2 separate regions of the Zea mays genome follow, and region 1 is linked to region 2. A link is a contact called in public HiChIP or PLAC-seq data. All regions are on one chromosome and are shown on one strand. Each heading gives the region's core, a stretch centred on a gene start, on an enhancer-like site or on the middle of the called end of the contact. The rest is flanking DNA. Distances are from core to core; before and after follow the strand shown. Region 1 holds the start of LOC100279313. Region 2 holds the start of LOC103643677 (protein ALP1-like).

Region 1 (3,441 bases), core at 680-3,179, 770 kb before region 2:
CCAACCTTTGATTCAAAACTGATGTTTTAAAGGAATCATGAAAGATTTGATTAGAAGAAGTGCCGCTGACAGAATTTGATGGTACCATGTATTTCTGAAAGTTCAACATAAATGAAAATGAGAACAATCCTACCTCAAATCATTAGTAGGATTCACTGACAAGCCAGCAACTCTGTACGTAGAGAGTTGGCGTCTATTATCTTTTTTCTTTGACCATACTCGGCGTCTATTATCTCTGTGTGTGACTTGAATCCTCACACCCCTGAGGGCCTTCAAGAGCTGAAATTCAGAAAGCAACATACATCTGAAGTTTTGATTTGCACAGTGCATTCTGTATCAAGGCAGGATAAAGCATGGATACCTTGTCATACTCAGGTTTAGTCAAGTTCCTATCCACGGCATCTATCTTTAGGATCTTCTGAACGAATTCAATCAATAGCAGGGGTTGAACGAATACAGATGAGGACACGTCTGCAATGGAAAATTTACTGCAAGTTACAAATTCGGCAAAGACAGATCTGAACTGCAATATGACCAACCATGTAGATGTGCACTCGCAAGATTTTCTTTCAAGATATCACCTGAAACTACAGTGTCCACTTGATTTGAACTAAATATGATTTGTACAAAGTCACCAACCACATGAAATTAACTTAAACAAGTACAGAATTATACCCAGATTTCCCATTTGCCAGTTCTGCCATCTCAACATCCTGTCTGTTTTTCTGACCATACTGTACACAACTAGAAGGAAAACCCAGATTTAGAGGTGAGGTGATATCTTATCTGACCTGCAATCAGAGACAAGCAGTTCTGTGTTGGCCTGATGCTCAGATAGAGCCCCTTCCATGCGTCAACACCCAGTGTGCGATCCTTTTTGTCAATCACGACGCATCTGTTCACAGCCCAGAGACGAATAACATTGTCATCCCAAATCATGAACATAGTAAGATAATCAGAGACTGAATGTTTCGTTAATTACTCCATGTCATTGCGTTCGTTGAAGACGTCACGCAGCACGGTGTCGAGGACCACGAGCGCCTGCGCGGGGATGTCCGTGGGATAGCCCGCTAACAGCATCCTCAGCTGTAGCAGACTAATCGTTGCGGCATGGTTGATCATCACCTTGTACTTCCTGTCCATCCTGCACAATTCGTCGAGCATTTGCATCACTCTCCGCAGGGACCACATGAGATAGGAGAAGCAGAGCTTACGTACTTTTCGTCGCCGCCTGCAGAGAGGGGGACCTCGAACTCCTTGGTGTCGAACGGCAGCGCACCGGCTGTGAAGAGCGAGTCACCGTCATCGTACACGGAGAAGCGGCCGTCGAAATCCGTGTGCTGGTTCTCGGACAACAGCTTCGTCATGATCTCTCTGTACGCGGCCTTGGGCGTCGGCTCGGGCGAAATGGTTACCTACAAGTGCATCGAAACACGGGAACCAACGGAAATGACGCTCGGTTAGATCAGATCAAAACCAACAACGGGAAGTACTGGACGAGAGAGTACGAGCACTTACGTTGTACTGATGCAGGGCCTCGTCGACGAGGCGACCGAGGAAGAGGTTGGCCCTGACGACGTACGGCGTCCCCGCGGCGCCGTACCCTGGGCGCGGCGGGAACACGGGCTCGGAGCGGCGGACGTGGATGCCGAGCGCCTCGAACTCCTCCCACAGCGGCGCGGTGATCTCCTCCCCGAGGGTTGGCTGCCCATTTTGGCGGATATCGGCGGGCAGGCTCTGGCCAACGCGCGAGGGGTCGTCGCCGCGGTGCTCGTTGTGGTTCCCCGCCTCAGAGCCGCTCGGGTTTGCCTCGTCCCGTCCGTTGCCGTTGAAGTCCATCGCCTCATCGACAGGCGGATGCCTTCCCATGGGCGCAACTGCCCTGGCGCTCACGTAGAAGTTTGTTACGTATTTGGAGGAAGAAGAAAATGCAATGGAGAGGAAGAGATGAGTTAGTTCTAGTGTTGAACACGGCGTGCACCACCGCGCCTTATATAGAGGTAGTGCAGCAAACCCCACGGTGATTTTCAAAAAAAAAAAAAAGAGTAATGTGCAGTGAATTCTCTTTTCCACTGTATTTTTTTGTATGAGCTCAATAGACCGACGGTCATTTAAACTTTGTAAACATATTTTTTTTGTATTTCTAAACTTCTTTATGTGGTGTACCACGTATATCTATATCAAACACATGAACATTTCTTATTGATAGCGCCTGCTAGCTGCTAGCGTGCCATGTATTTTTATATTTAGCCTTTAAAATTTACTTCCCCTTAAAAAAAATCATGGGCATCGATGATGCTACTTCATGAGGCATCAGCCATGTGAACTTCTGCAATAGCAAAGGAAGGAGACGCAGGAAAGACAAAAGGGGGGGGGGTTCTATTTTTAGAGCTAGTTTAGAAACCTTAATTTCTAAAGAAATTTTATAAAAAAAATGAACTAATTTCTCTTTCGAAAATGAAAATCCCTAAAGAGAAAAATAAACATAAGAGTACATGCTATGCTGGCCGCCTACGTGACATACTCTTACAAGCTTCCGTGTATTTAATTCCTTTTTGTTGTCTACTCTAGCGGAAGCAGCGTTTGTGGCTGAGCAAAGTGATCACAGAACTTACTGGCTACAAGCGTATAGAGCCACTTGAAACAGACAGAAGTGGCCGGTGCCTTTTTGAACGCAGTTATAGGAATATCACGTGAATTAATTATTTTTCACTTGAAAAAAAGAGTAGAAAACAGAAAGAAAGAAACGTCTGCGTTCCAAAGGGGCATAGGTCGGAAGACTCGGAACGCTGTTTTCCGTTATTGAAGAAAAGACTTCGGTCAGTCTAGCTAAGTATTTTTTGAGGTTGATAATGCAGGTACACCAGCCAGCAGCCCAGCAGTGTCACCCGGGCATGACAACTATGTCCTAATAGTTACTTCATCTGTCTTAAAATATAATTCGTTTGATTTTTTCAACTTCAATTTGACCACTCATCTAATTCAAAAAAATCATGAGAAAATTTAAAAAATTAAGCCATATGTAAAGTATATTTGATAATAAACAAAATCACAATGATTTTTTTTTCGCTTTTTCACAACGAATTTTTAGATACAACTACTAAATATTAATTATTGTCATATCAAATATATTTGAATGCTATTTAAAAGTATTAAATATAGTCTAATTATAAAACTAACCGTACAGATGAGAACTAAACAACAAGACAAATATATTAAACCCAATTAATCCATGATTCGCTACCGTAAACAATTCTAAGTATATATTAATTAGGCTTCATAAATTTTTCTTGGTCTTTAATCTATGTAATTAGTTTTGTAATTGAATTATATTTAGTACTTGTAAGAGCATCTTCAACGGGAGTCATAAATGGGGTCTTAATTTGAAATGTAGGACTCCAACACAAAAAATCTGCTCCAACAAAAGTCCTATTTCACAAA
Region 2 (3,403 bases), core at 705-3,204:
AAGCAATGTCATCATTAGCAACTGGGCACATCACACAAAGAAAGTGAGTTCAAAACTATATATAGTTCATCATTGCTAATAGACAATGTTCTCAATTTTGCCACATCTGTTGAGCAACTTAGCACAGTACATAATGACCACTATCCCCTATTTTGCCACATCTGTTGAGCCCAATTGTCCCTGGTAGCAGACCAGGCAGCATTGTCCATGACAAGGTCAAGGGGAGCTCCCTCATGAAGTTGATTTGCAGCCCATGTGTCTTCTAGTGGAACATGTTCATCATTCCCATGACGAAGAATCCAGTTGTGGAGGATACAACAAGCTAGGACTAGCTTTACTTGTGTCTTGTATGGATGGAAAGGTTTGTTGTATAATATTTTGAATCTGTTCTTCAAAGCACCGAAGGCCCTCTCTATTGTCACCCTTAGTGATGAATGTCTAAGGTTGAAGAGCTCTTTTGGGTTCTGTGGATTCCTCCCCCCATATTCACTCAAGTGGTACCGTGTGGCACGGTAAGGGGGTAAAAACCCAGGCCTGACAGCATAACCAGCATCCACAAGGTAAAATTTACCTAACATCATAGATCATATATTAGGGAATACCAAGGGAAGTGTGTATTGTGTAGACCAATACTAATTTTTTTACCTTGGGGCACTTTTAGACCATCTTCTCTCTCAAGGGCATCAGCAAGGATAAGGGCATCATGTGCTGATCCCTCCCAGCCAGCAAGAACATATGTAAACCTTAGATCAAAGTCTACAGCAGCTAAGATGTTCTGTGTTGTGGTGTGTTTCCTGCCAAGGAAGGCAGCCCTCTGATTTCTAGGAACTCTTGCTAGCACATGAGTGCCATCAATGGCACCAATACAGTCCTACACATTAGGGCAAACATTTGTTACTACAAACCTACACATGAAAAGGAAGGGATTACATTTGTGGATGGCTGACCTTGAAATAGGGGTACCATCTGTGGCTATCTCTAATTTTGGTTGGTGTAGCAGTTGAAGGTGGCAAGATCATTTCATTTCTCAGTTCACCAACCGCATACAATACTTCCCTGAAGTATCTGCTGATGGTCTCAATAGACCTTCGAAAGGTCATGTGTACAACTCTAAACCTTTGATTATGACCTACCACATGTAAAAACATGGCAACCTGCTCCTCTACTGAGCTATGAATACTATCTCTCAATAGCTGCCTAGTGCGAAAAAGGTCACACAACTGCATAAAAGGGGCCCTTCTCATCCTAAGTAAGTCAACACACTCAACATCAGTGGATTCATAAATGAATCTCAGGTTGTTTTGTCTCTCTTGGTCTCTTTGGTGCATTGGGCCATAAGTGATAGACCTCCTAGCATGTAGTCGGTGCCTCAACCATGCATCCAACCAGGCTGACATAACTGCTACAAGGACCACAGCCTTTGCAATTAGCCGCCGACGTGCAATAGTAGGATCCATTGCTAGAGTAATAAAATAGAAAAGGAGATTAGAGGTCTAAGTTTGGCTTAGATGTACTGTGCTAGTTGCTAAAAGTAATTTCATAGAACATTGATCTATAGCTCAGATGCACACTAGCATCATAGAACATTGATCTATAGCTCAGAGGCACATTAGCATCATAGAACATTGATCTATAGCTCAGAAAATATATGATCAAGCATGGTAAATAGTAATGTGCCAGTTGCGAATATATAAAACAGATTCTTACACGAGCCACGGCTGCGACATCCAAGAGATGCGCCACCCAGAGGCATTAAAGCATCATATACCATTGATCGACAGCTCAGAGACTAATAAACAAGTATAGATATATTCAAAAGTAACCATATAACTCAGCTCAACACATAGAACATTGATCTATAGCTGAGAAAATATATGATTAAGCATGCTAAATATTAATGTGCCAGTTGCAAATATATATAAAACAGATTCTTACAAAAACCACGGCTGCGACATCCAAGAGATGTGCCACCCAGAGGTACTGCTTGTGCCCAGCAAGAGTAACCATAGAACTCAGCTCAACATAGAACTCAGCTCAACATAGAACTCAGCATAGAACTCACCCAGAGGTACTGGTTGGTTGCTCAGAGACTAATAAAAAAGTAACCATAGAACTCAGCTCAACATCATTGATCCTAGGTACTGCTTGTGCCCAGCAAGAGTATGTAGATTTTGTTAATAAATATGTCATCTTGTTAATATACAGGTAACCAAACAACATGAACCATCTGATTTTTGCATCCCATGGATCTTGCATCCTCATATACAGGTAACAAAACGGATCACTAAGGGTGACAATCCAAGTAAATTATAGATTTTCTTGAAGAAATGCGTGTTCTAAACCAGATCAGAGCAACCAATACGAAACTGGATCCACAAATCCAGATCTGAGCAACCAATACGAAAATCATATTTGAGCAAGCACAAAATCGTATCTGAGCAACCAGATCCAGGGGGAGGGCAAGAAAAAGTGTCAAACCTCCGTACCTTTGACAGCGGAGGGAGAGCTCGACGGAGAGAGGGAGAGCTCGGCACAGACAAGTGATGGCGACGACACCGATGGAGATCTCGAGGGAGAGGGAGAGCTCGAGGGAGAGAGGGAGAGCTCGGCACAGACGAGTCACGGCGACGACACCGATGGAGATCTCGAGGGAGAGGGAGAGGGAGAGAGGGAGATCTCGAGGGAGAGAGGGAGGGCGAGTGGAGATGGCGTACCCGGCCGAGGCGGCGCCAAACCCTAGCACGCGGGATCCAGCTCGAGGGAGAGAGGGAGGGCGAGTGGAGATGGCGTACCCGGCCGAGACGACGGCAAACCCTAGCACGCGGGATCCAGCTCGAGGGAGAGCTCGGGAAACCCTAGCACGCGGGGCTGCGCGAGCGAATGCGCCTGCGAGCGAGCTGCCGCGCGTGGGGAGCCTGGCTACGGAGCGACGCCCAAAATGGCCGTATGAGCCGGGCCTGGTTGAGAGGTGGGTTTTGCAGCAAGCGAGACAGGCTCCGACCCCCACACAGGTAACCAAACAACATGCACCATCTGATTTTTGCATCCCATGGGTGTTGCATGCTCATATACAGGTAACCAAACAGGTGGAATGTCTTTGTTAAAAGACGTGTCTTTAGTTTTTTACATTTACTCTTTTTGACATACTTTAAGGCACAACCCAAAACACTCATTGTACATACCCTGATGATGATCATAGGATAAAAAAAACAAGCGTGTTATTACATTTCCACAATTTCAGGTAAAGCCACAAAAATGTAATAATTTGAGACTTTTCAAAAAGGTAGAACGGAAAACATTTGTGGAGACCATTTCTGATAGGCGAGGCGACAGTTCCCCACAGCACTACAGCAGGTTCCAATCAGTCACTGCGAAACTGCTCCTGCCCTCGCACAGTCACACT

The links. HiChIP or PLAC-seq counts read pairs in DNA pulled down with a chosen protein or histone mark.
Region 1: an H3K4me3 HiChIP or PLAC-seq map of leaf shows a contact between it and region 2, with 7 times the contacts expected there. The contact joins the promoter of LOC100279313 here to the promoter of LOC103643677 in region 2. A contact is called at or near these places in 6 of 25 Hi-C or Micro-C datasets (ear, leaf, tassel and 1 more) and 1 of 3 datasets of contacts at active chromatin or transcription factors (leaf).

What each region holds. Positions count from the first base shown.
Region 1 is chr1:256,225,947-256,229,387 of Zm-B73-REFERENCE-NAM-5.0, reverse strand. LOC100279313 reads right to left here and starts at 1,929. Exons shown (of 22, transcript NM_001366066.1): 1 at 1,519-1,929; 2 at 1,219-1,415; 3 at 983-1,144; 4 at 792-895; 5 at 362-471; 6 at 134-279; 7 at 1-18. The coding sequence starts at 1,869.
Region 2 is chr1:255,454,340-255,457,742 of Zm-B73-REFERENCE-NAM-5.0, reverse strand. LOC103643677 (protein ALP1-like) reads right to left here and starts at 1,954. Exons shown (of 3, transcript XM_008666861.2): 1 at 948-1,954; 2 at 646-871; 3 at 1-571. The coding sequence starts at 1,457. The coding sequence ends at 141.